Linked DNA regions of Hordeum vulgare: region 1 is linked to region 2. A link is a contact called in public Hi-C data. All regions are on one chromosome and are shown on one strand. Each heading gives the region's core, a stretch centred on a gene start, on an enhancer-like site or on the middle of the called end of the contact. The rest is flanking DNA. Distances are from core to core; before and after follow the strand shown.

Evidence for each region. A called contact is a pair of places that touch in the nucleus more often than the background predicts.
Region 1: a Hi-C map of leaf shows a contact between it and region 2, with 4 times the contacts expected there. The contact joins two enhancer-like sites. A contact is called at or near these places in 4 of 6 Hi-C or Micro-C datasets (all in leaf).

What each region holds. Positions count from the first base shown.
Region 1 is chr6H:34,417,570-34,423,331 of MorexV3_pseudomolecules_assembly, reverse strand. No RefSeq gene overlaps it. Among protein-coding and RNA genes, the nearest start is that of LOC123402403, 99 kb to the left of the region's middle. Within about 2 kb of position 3,436, at least 3 of the 3 cell types and tissues checked have open chromatin away from gene starts, as enhancers often do. A contact at or near this core is called in leaf, where this site is marked.
Region 2 is chr6H:33,938,617-33,943,565 of MorexV3_pseudomolecules_assembly, reverse strand. No RefSeq gene overlaps it. Among protein-coding and RNA genes, the nearest start is that of LOC123402652, 55 kb to the right of the region's middle. Within about 2 kb of position 3,440, at least 2 of the 3 cell types and tissues checked have open chromatin away from gene starts, as enhancers often do. A contact at or near this core is called in leaf, where this site is marked.

The DNA of each region.
Region 1 (5,762 bases), core at 2,187-4,686, 480 kb before region 2:
GATACATTCATATCTAGACAAACCTACGATAAGAATTTTAAGATGAAGGGAGTATTTGAGAGAAGGGAGGACTCGCACATGCTATTGATTTGTTTTTTCCGTGGCTGGCAATCGGAAGTAGTTGGGCTGGCCCACCTGAAGCTCGCGCGGGCGACCATGCACCAATGCTTGCACGTGGTACGTAGCAGAGCTTGGCTTGATTGCATGTGAGAGCAATTAAAATTACCAATGAGTGTTGTACCACTTCACAAAAGTAATTTTAGTGTTTGTGGCCATGTGGTTATCTAACTAAATTTTAGTTTTACTTTGCAAGACGATTACGTATGCTATGTTTTGTCCTTAACAATCTACCAATCATCATCTGACATGCGAGTCGGGCTTGCTAAATGTATTGCCAAATCAGCATCTTTGCTTGACTCTAAAAAGCCGCCCATGTTGCCGCTCCTCAGCCGAGGATGCCACTCTTTGTTTCTGATATTCCTTTTCATCATTGTTACTATTGATGGACAAGCTGAGCCAACCGCTATTTCACCTGAGCAAAGCCAGAAAAATTAAGATTGTTCGTTTTCTTGGGTTAGGATGTTCTATAGGATGACAAGGCATGAGTGGACGAGGGATGGTAGAGCCTTGAAGTGGCCAAGTAGAATGAGGAAGAACATCAATGCAGGCTGTAATTTTGGCTATCCGTCGGTAGTTCCAAATGCCTCCAATACCTATGTCTATCAAAAACCTCAATTGTGCAAAGATGCAACAAATAATACACTCAATGATACTGGATAATTCCAAGGCATGGAAGTGAAAAGTATGAACTAAGCTATTCATCTCCTCACTGGCAAACCCTCGCTCTTTATAGATCATGTGAATGGTGGATAGTGACGTAAATATTGTACTTGGGTGGGCAAGTAGCAGAGGATCTTTTATTTTAGGAAAAATAATCCATTTGTTCTATATCCACACACAGTTCACTATCAGTCAATTTCTATGGCTAAGAAAGGGTTGTGTCTCCATGCTTAGGCCTTGGCCATCGTGGAGCAAGGTGAGTGATAGGGTTTGTTGGTATTTTTGGGTGTTTAAATATTCTTTTTCTCTTTTTATATTTTGCCTTTTTCAATTTATTTTTCCATATATTTTTCGTACTTTTTGTAATATAAGGTGATCCTTTTCCGAATATATGGTGAACTTTTTTTGGTGTGTACGATGAACACCTTTTTAATATACGATGAACATTTCTGTTGTATATATTGAACAAGTTTGAATATCTGATGAACTTTTTAAATTATACTGTGAGCATTTTTTGAAAACACGTTGAATACTTATTTAATATACAGTAAACTTTTTCCACGTGAAGGTTTGTCTATTATACATTGAACTTGTTCAAACACATATTGAACACTTTTCTGAAAATCTTCAAAAGATGTTCAACATCTCAAAAAATATTCACATTTTTAGAAATTGTTACAAAATAACCAACCAAAAAGCTGGTTGGGGACTGTACATCTTCACCACAGTGTCTACTTTCATATAGTGTATTGGCCCTAACAGTGTCAGCTTGCAATAGTGTGTTGATTGTTACTACATCCCAAGCCAGCCGACCCGTTCGAGTCGCACCTATGCGAAGGCGAGGGTGTTTGCCGTTTGCATGCATCCTATAGAACCTCTAGCATTAAGCATCGAATTGCCAGCCTCCGGCACAGGGGAGCGCCCGACTATGCCTGCCCACTGGTGCACTGTAGTGGATGGTTTTTAAATTTATTTTCATTATGTTTTTCCCTGAGTATGACTTTTTCATATGAAGATATTTTTAAATTTACGAACTGTTTTGTAACAAGTGAAAAGAATTATGGAAATGCAAAAGTTTTTTAATATTTCTTCACACATTGTTTAAAACGAGATCATTTCCAGAAAACTGGAACATTTTATAAATTTTTATTTTTTTAAATAGAATAAGTATTCTCAATTTTTTTATAAAATTATGAATGCAGGAACATTTTTGAAATTATAGACAATTATTAATAAGGAAAAATATTTTTGAAAACTCACAAAATTTTTTTGAGATGAAATTGAATTTGTGAACAAAATTTTAAAAGGGGGACATTTTATTAAATTCCAAACAATATTTGAAAATAAATATTTTTCGAAAATTCCTGAAGATTTTTCAATGTGCAAACATATTTTATCTGAATAAAGTTTGGACATGGAAATGGTTATTTGATTTTTTTTAAACAGTACTTAAAATTACCAAACATATTTATCACAAAAACAATTACGAAAATGAAACAAATAAAAAGAAAACTGTTAAGACAGAAGGAAAAAGAAGAAAAACAGAACTAAACTTTCGAGAAGGTTTGCAGTACCGGAAGCAACGTCCAACTCTCCTAGCATAAAATGGACCGACCGGCTTGGTCAAGTTTGTGTGACGCGCCGACTACTTGACGTCACAAGAGCTATATTTCGCTTATACAAGACTATGTAGAATATATTTTGCTCCTAAATTTATTATATTTATTTTTTATATTTGGAAACATAAACAAAACTGAAAAGCAGCAAATAAAAAAGATGAAAAAGTACAAAGCAGAAAACGAGGTTGTGGCCTCCCATGCATCTGGACAGGGTCATCTTACTCCTCCTTCAGGCGAGGGTTTCCTCGGTGTTGCTAGAACTGCGGAATAGCAGTGCCCACTTGACGTAGATGGCATATATGACCTCCTACTCGCCGCGCATTGTGGCAAGGAGTCGCGCGCCGCACAGGGGTGGCGCCCCCGACAGGGCCAGCCCATCTTTGGATCTCCCCCAACTGGGCCGGTCCAACTTACTTTTTTGTTTCAAAAAAATTTAATAGTTGTTTTGATATTTTTTCCAAATTCTGGAATATTTTTATAAATTCCGGAACAATTTTTCCACAAATCCGAAACATTTTGACAAAAATTCCGGAACATTTCTTCAAATTCCAGAACATTTATTCAAAATTTTGGAACATTTTATCAAGTTCCAGAACATTTTTTCAAATTCTGGAATATTTTTTAAATTTCAGAACATTTTTCAAATTCCAGAACATTTTTGCAAATTCTGGTACACTTTTTCAAATTCCTGAACATTTTTTGCAAATTCAGAACTTTTTTGAAACAGAAACAGGAAAAAAAGAAACAAAAATAATAAATAATAATAATAAAAAACCGGTTCAAGGAATCTTCTTGAAACTTTCCAAAACCGAAAAAACCCGGCTAAGAAAGTCTATAATGTTCCCAAAACCGGCTGCCTGAGTGGGCTGGCCCAATTCACTCGCTTCAAGAGATGGCCTGTGCGAAAGTCCGATATTTTGATGCAATAAGCTTTAAATAGGATTTTCGGCATATATAATTTTCCGTCCACATCTCCTCTTGACGTTTCGGCCCGGTCTGTGTGAGGCCCATTGTATTAACTCTGACCCATGTGCAGACGGCTTGGGCCCCTTTTATTTCTCAAAGAAAAAAGTGTAGAAGGCGTGGTTGCACTTCAAAGCGAAATTACAGGTGGACCGTGAAAAGAATAATAAATGTCATTGCTTTATGAAATATGTGGTGTTATGCAAAGGTAGATACTCCCCTCATTCTCTTATACAAGGACACTTTGTTTTTCATGTCAAACTTTGACTTATAATTTTTGTCAGCAAAATATGGAGTATATGCCATAAAAATATATTATCGATAAGTTATTTGAAGTGTTCATCCAATGACATACTTTTTATGGCATATAACTCATTTTTATTGATAAAATTAATGGCCAAAGTTAGATATAAAAACATGAAGTGACCTCGTATAAACGAATGAAGTGAGTAACAATGTTTGTTTTGTTTTGAAACAAAATTGTTGTTGTGTATTGAGTGTAGCTCACAAGAGTTGAAGTCCTAAATTTGCATCGATGGCTACATTTTTCCGGATTTATTTTAACGATGACTAGGAAAACGTTTACTACGACTTTATCAACTTCAAAATATCATAGCGACTTACTATTTTAAAATGCTTATAGAGGTACGATGTGGGCGTGTAGCGTTGGTAGGGTCAAGTACACACGCATCAATACGTGTATGTGAGCGTCTAAACCAAAATGTTGTTTGAATCGTCAGATTTGACCAGACTAACTTAACCATCCAAGCTCAGGGCCCTGGGCCGTCGAGCCGAGCCGCGCATTGAATCCCCCGAGAGAGAGATAAATTCCCTCAAAAAAGAAAAGAAAAAAAGAGAGAGAGAGAGATAAATCCACCAGCAAACATCCCGCAGGGGATCCCTCCAAATCGGCAGAGAATTTAACAGCGTCGGAGGGGAGGGGAGGGGAGGGGACCATGGCCGGCCGAGCGAGCATCTCATGCCTTTTCTCACGTGCTCACCCTGTGGTCGGTCTGCTTCTGCCTGCGGAGGGCGCCTGGACCTGGAGCCGGACGGGCAGGGGCAGGGGCCTGGGCTCGACTGGGCCCAGTCCCACCATGTGTGCCGTCCCGACAGATCACTCAAGTTCGCTCGAGCACCGTCTAGCGTTCCTGGTCCCATACGGATCGGCGGCTTTCATTTCCGCTCCTGTACTGTGCTACTGTTCACCGGTGAATTCGAGGCACGCCTGAGTTCGAACGGATCAGCAGCCCGCGAGAGGCTGAAGTTTCACCAAACATGTGCTGGGGTTTTCAACTTTTTGAATGAAGCAGGTGATGTAACATGGGTCAAAAGCCCGGCCCGGGCCGGACCCTCCTCACGCCACCCGGTAGAATTGACATGTGGACAAAACAAATTCATAAACTAGATTGTGTTTAATTTTTTTACTCGGCTGATCTTTGTCTGTGACGCCCGACAGTCAGACACCACACTACAGTGTGTGACGCCTTAGGTAAAGACGTCACACCCTGACCATGCTCGCGCCTTGTGGCGGCCGACCCCACCCCAGCAGTGTGGCGTCTAAGTGAAAGGCGCCACACATGTAATGTGTGACGTTGAGGCCTTAGACGCCATGCTGGCACTTATGAGACCCGCGTGCCGGCTTTCCCCACCCCCACTCCATTCACCTCCATCAACCAGAACACATAGAGAGGTCCCCCTCGAGTCCCCCTCTCTCCCTTTCTCAAATCCCTCCCCAAATCTTGCAGATCTGAAGGCTTGGTCGAGGGATTTGGAACTCAATCCATCCCTTCAGGTAATCTCCCCTCATCCCCCCTCTCATCCAAAAAAAATCTCATTTGCTCAACTTTTTTGTAAATTTAAGCAAACCCTCGTTCTTCATGAATTTTTGGATGTGGATGTTTTTGTTGCACTTGTTTGTATGTTAGGATTAGGGTTCTTTGTATGTAAGATTGAGGGTTGTGTTAGGGTTAGGGATATGTAATGTCAATGTTTACCTGCTCGGCGATAAGCAAATTCTTCTCGTTGGTGTATTGCTTGTACAAAATACTCACATCGCTCGTCACCTCCGATACCACGTCCCACTTGTATTACAGGTGATGGAACATGGGTCAAAAGCCCCGCCCAGGCCGGCCCGCCCTCACGCCACCGGGTAAAATTGACAAAATTGACATGTGGACAAAACAAATTCACAAACTGGACCGCGTTCAATTTTTTAACTCAGCTGACCCTTTTGTGTGATGCCCGACAGCCAGGCGCCACACTACACTGTGTGACGCCTTAGAAAAAGGCTTCACAACCCGGCCATGCTGGTGCCCCGTGGCGGGACGACCCCATCCCCCAGAAGTGTGGCGTCTAAGTGAAAGGCGCCACACATGTAATGTGTGATGCTGAGGCCTT
Region 2 (4,949 bases), core at 2,191-4,690:
ACACTCAGATCTGAAAGGTTCACACCCGTTGACTAAAAACCTCTCTCACAAGCAAGACATGATCAAGCCCCAGAACTGTATGGGTGTTAGATTCATTACAATCACATAGTGATGTGAACTAGATTATTGACTCTAGTGCAAGTGGGAGACTGTTGAAAATATGCCCTAGAGGCAATAATAAATTGGTTATTATTATATTTCCTTATTCATGATAATCGTTTATTATCCATGCTATAATTGTACTGATTGGAAACTCAAATACATGTGTGGATACATAGACAACACATTGTCCCTAGTGAGCCTCTAGTTGACTAGCTCGTTGATCAAAGATGGTCAAGGTTTCCTAGCCATAGACAAGTGTTGTTACTTGATAACGGGATCACATCATTAGGAGAATGATGTGATGGACAATACCCAAACTATAAACATAGCATATGATCGTGTCAGTTTATTGCTATTGTTTTCTGCATGTCAATGTATTTGTTCCTATGACCATGTATCTGTTCCCGGACACCGGAGGAATACCTTGTGTGTATCAAACGTCGCAACGTTGCTGGATGACTATAAAGGTGCTCTACAGTTATCTCCGAAGGTGTCTATTAGGTTGGCATGGATCCAGACTGGGATTTGTCGCTCCGTGTGACGGAGAGGTATCTCGGGGCCACTCGGTAATACAACATCACAACAAGCTTTGCAAGCAATGTGACTAAGGAGTTAGTCACGAGATCTTGTATTACGGCACGAGTAAAGACACTTGCCGATAACGAGATTGAACTAGGTATGGAGATACTGACGATTGAATCTCAGGCAAGTAACATACCGAAGGACAAAGGAAACATCATACGGGATTAATTGAATACTTGATATAGAAGTTCAACTGATAGAGATCTTTATAGAATATGTAGGAGCCAATATGGACATCCAGGTCCCGCTATTGGTTATTGACCGGAGAAAGACTCATGTCATGTCTACATAGTTCTCGAACCCGCAAGATATGCACACTTGAAGAAGGATTGGAGGTGGACTCTTCCACCTCCTCCTAGTCCGGCCGAACCTCTAGAGGGTTTTTTGGCTGCCTCCTCCCCTCCCCCCTCCTATATATACTAGTAGATTTAGAGGGAAGAGCTAACCCTAATTGCCACGTGCTCCATTTACCTCATCTAGACCGGTTTCTCCTCTAGTCTAGTTCGGCGGTGCTTAGGCAAAGCCCTGCTGGATTAGTTCACCGCCACCACCACCACGCCACCGTGTTGGAGAACTCATCTACCTCTCCACCCCTCTTGCTGGATCAAGAAGGCGGGGATCGTCATCGAGCTGTACATGTGCTGAATGCGGAGGTGCCGTCCGTTCGGCACTAGATCGCGATGGATTGTGATGGGATCGCGAGACGGATCACGGGACGGGCTGCGATTTGAATCGCGAAGATGTTTCACTACATCAACCGTGTTATATACGGTTCCGCTTAGCGATCTACAAGGGTATATAGATTCACTCTCCCCTCTCGTAGATGATCATCACCACGGATAGGTATTGCGTGTGCGTAGGAAAAATTTTGTTTCCCGTGCAACGTTACCCAACAAATTCATAGTCTGAAAAGATGAATAGTGACATATGTTGAAAAGCTTCAAATTTGTCTTTTTTGCATAGCCCTCATTTCAATGTATTTAATTCTGAAAATTTAAACACTTATGTATTATACCTTCATCTATCTATGTATTTTTTTCAGAATTGTTTGAAATGTTGAAATACGAATTTTCATAAAATTTAAAGGCATCCATGAAGCTCGGCCTTCAAAAACAATGTCTGCTCATGTATGACATAACTTGGAGTGACTTTGTGGAAGTCCATGGAACGAGGACCCGACTTTTTTTTTGAACACAGTACAGACGCAAGTGATTATATACACGTACATACACTCATTCATGTGAACGTACACAGGCACACCCTACCCATATGAGCACCTTCGAGACACTGAGCTGACATGTCATCTTGAGATTTACGAAGTCACCGTAGACGCCTCGTCGTCGACGGGAAAGTCTCCTCCCACTAAAAGTGTATCGCCGGAAATCCTGAAGTAAATGATGACCAAACTTGAAGATTCTGCTACCCGTCTACATTACTATCATAACGTCATTATGCATACACCATTTAGCGCATTTGGTACTGAATTCTTTCTGAAAGCATTGTTAGCAAAAATAAGAGAAAAAGATTCGTCCAAACAAATAAGAGGAAACGAATGGTCCATCGTGGAACAGTAACCTAGATGCAGAGAACAACACTTGTGTGGAGAGAAATGTTTTGGGAGAATCTTGTTCACATGGGCGATCTCATTCAGACTGGGCCAAGAATAAAAGATGGGCGCGTGATGCTTACACCTGCTTGCTTTCTGCCATCCGTGGACTCATCTGCCGCTCACATGGATGGTGAAAATGAAAGCTTAATCAACTAAACCGAATTGGTTTGGAGCTTGGACACATGCGGCACAAGAAAAAAAATCAAGAGAAGCAACCCCCTTTTTTTGCAACAAAAAGATGCTTTTTGCGTGTGTTTATATGTCACGATGGCTCGTACTGTAACAGAAACAATTGGTGCCAAAAATACGATTTTGGTCTGAAGAAAGATAATGGTTTGGAGATTGGACAGATGCAGCACAAGAGAAGCAACTCTATTTGCAACAAATTAAAAGATTTTCTGCGTGTGTTTTTGTGTCACGGCGACTCGTGGTGTAACAGAAACAATTATGCCAAAATACTATTTTGGACTAAAGAAAGATAGTAGTTTGGAGACTGGCCACATGCGTCACAAGAAAATCAAAAGAAGCAACTCCTTTTGCAACAAAAAGATGTATTTTGCGTGTGTGTTTATAATGTGAGATCATAAAACGGTTTGCACTGAAGAAAAAAAATTGTTTGTTTATATTTATCCAAGGATATTTTGAGGACAAGTCTATTTTTTCAATTATATTACAACCGTTTCATAATATAGTGGTGTATTATTAGACAAGGGGAGCATTATCTAATGCAGAGAATCGTTGCCATTGCTCCAGACATGCTATCAACTTTCCATGTTATTTTAAACCAAGTATCACCTTTTTCATTTCTAGACCACTCGCCAGAATAAAGATGGTCGACGAGTGCTTTCTTTTCTTTCAGTTTTGCTTCTTCTGGGAATAAAGAAAAATTCTTCATGCTCCCTAAAGAAGGGCAAATTCGCCAAGATTTTCCTCCCCTTTTTCTTTGACAGATCTTTTCCCTTTTTTCAGTGCCACAAATATTCACGTGTAAAGTCTTTTTGAAAGCCCACAAGAGGAAAAGGCAGGGCTCAAACACTACGGTCCAGAATAATTTCCCAACAGAAAAGATCGAGGTACTACCTCCTGTTCGTTCCCATGCTATTTTTTTTTTCGCTGGTTTTTTCTGCTGCAAGTTCGGGGACCTCCTATTCGTCGCTCTGTGCGGCAACCCATCCGGGCTTCGCACAGGGCGACCCCCGAATAGGCCGGCCCAGTAGGTGAACAACGACTATAGTTTTTTCCCTTTTCTGTTTCTTTTCTGAAACTCAAGAATTGTTTTCTGAAAATGCAGAACAATTTTCTAAAAGCAAAAAACATTTTTCGAAATTGAATAACAATTTATTAAACTCCAGAATATTTTTTTGAATTTGGAACAAATTTTAAATTCCGGAAATTTTCTTAAATTCCGAAATATTTTTTCAAAATGCGCAAAATTTTAACAAATTCTGGAACATTTTTTCTAAATCTTGACCAGTTTTAATTTCCGGAACATTTTCTAAATTCCGTAACATTTTTTTCAAATTCCGGAAAAAACATTCAAAATCCAGAACATTTTTTCAAAATCTTGAACAATTTTTTCAATTCGGAAACATTGTTTCAAATTTTGGATCATTTTTTCAAATCCCAAAACATTTTTTAACAATCCAGAACATTTTTACAAATTCCGGCACATTTTTTGAAAATCCTGAACACTTTTTCAAATTCCGGAATATTTTTCCAAATTCCGAAACATTTTTTTCAAATTCCAGAACATTTTTTAAAAATTCAGAATTTTTTGGAAGCAGAAATAGAAAAAAAAAAAGAAACAAAAACAGAAACAGAAAAATGAAAAAAAAATGGTTCAGGGAACCTTCTAGAAGTTTTCCAAAACCGGAAAAAACGGTTGAAACTCTATAAGGTTCCCAAAACCGGGCAAGGCTCCCTCGCTACCTGGGACAGCCAATCCCCCAATCACTCGTCCACCTGCAAAGCCTCGACACCACTTCGCATATAACGGCAAATAGGATTTTCCCCAAGTTCGCGGGTGGTGGAGTGACGTTTGCAAGTTTATCTACTCCCTGTGCCTTTACCTCACAAAAAATCTTGGTTTTTTATGATAACTTGAAAGAGTTCGAGACTTTCGAAAAAGAATATTACAAATTAAGAAAAAACAAGAATAGAGCATTTTAAAAAACATGAATTTTACAAAGTCACAAATTCATGAGTTCGGAAAAAGCTCACGAATTCAAAAAACGAACACAAATTTAAAAATTATCCACAGATTTGAAAGTTCGTGCGTTTCAAAATGCTCATGAGTTTGAAAATGTTCATGAATTTGAAAAACATTGTGCATCCTAAAAGGTTCAGAAATTTATGAATTTAGGAAAATTCGCAAATTTGAAACAAAAAACGTGAATTTGAAAAAACTAGCATTAAAAATTAAAGAATGTTAGTGCATTCGAAATTAGTTCATAAATTTTACCAAATATATGCGAGATAGAAAAGACATCACGCATTTTTGGAAACAAAGTCATGCATATTTGAAATGTTTATAAAGAAACGAAAACAAGCATTTAAGAAAGAATTGCGAATTCATGGATTTGGAACAAGTTTACCAATTTAAAAAAGGATCACAAAATTTGAAAAATGTTCACACATTTGAAAAATGATCCTAAAT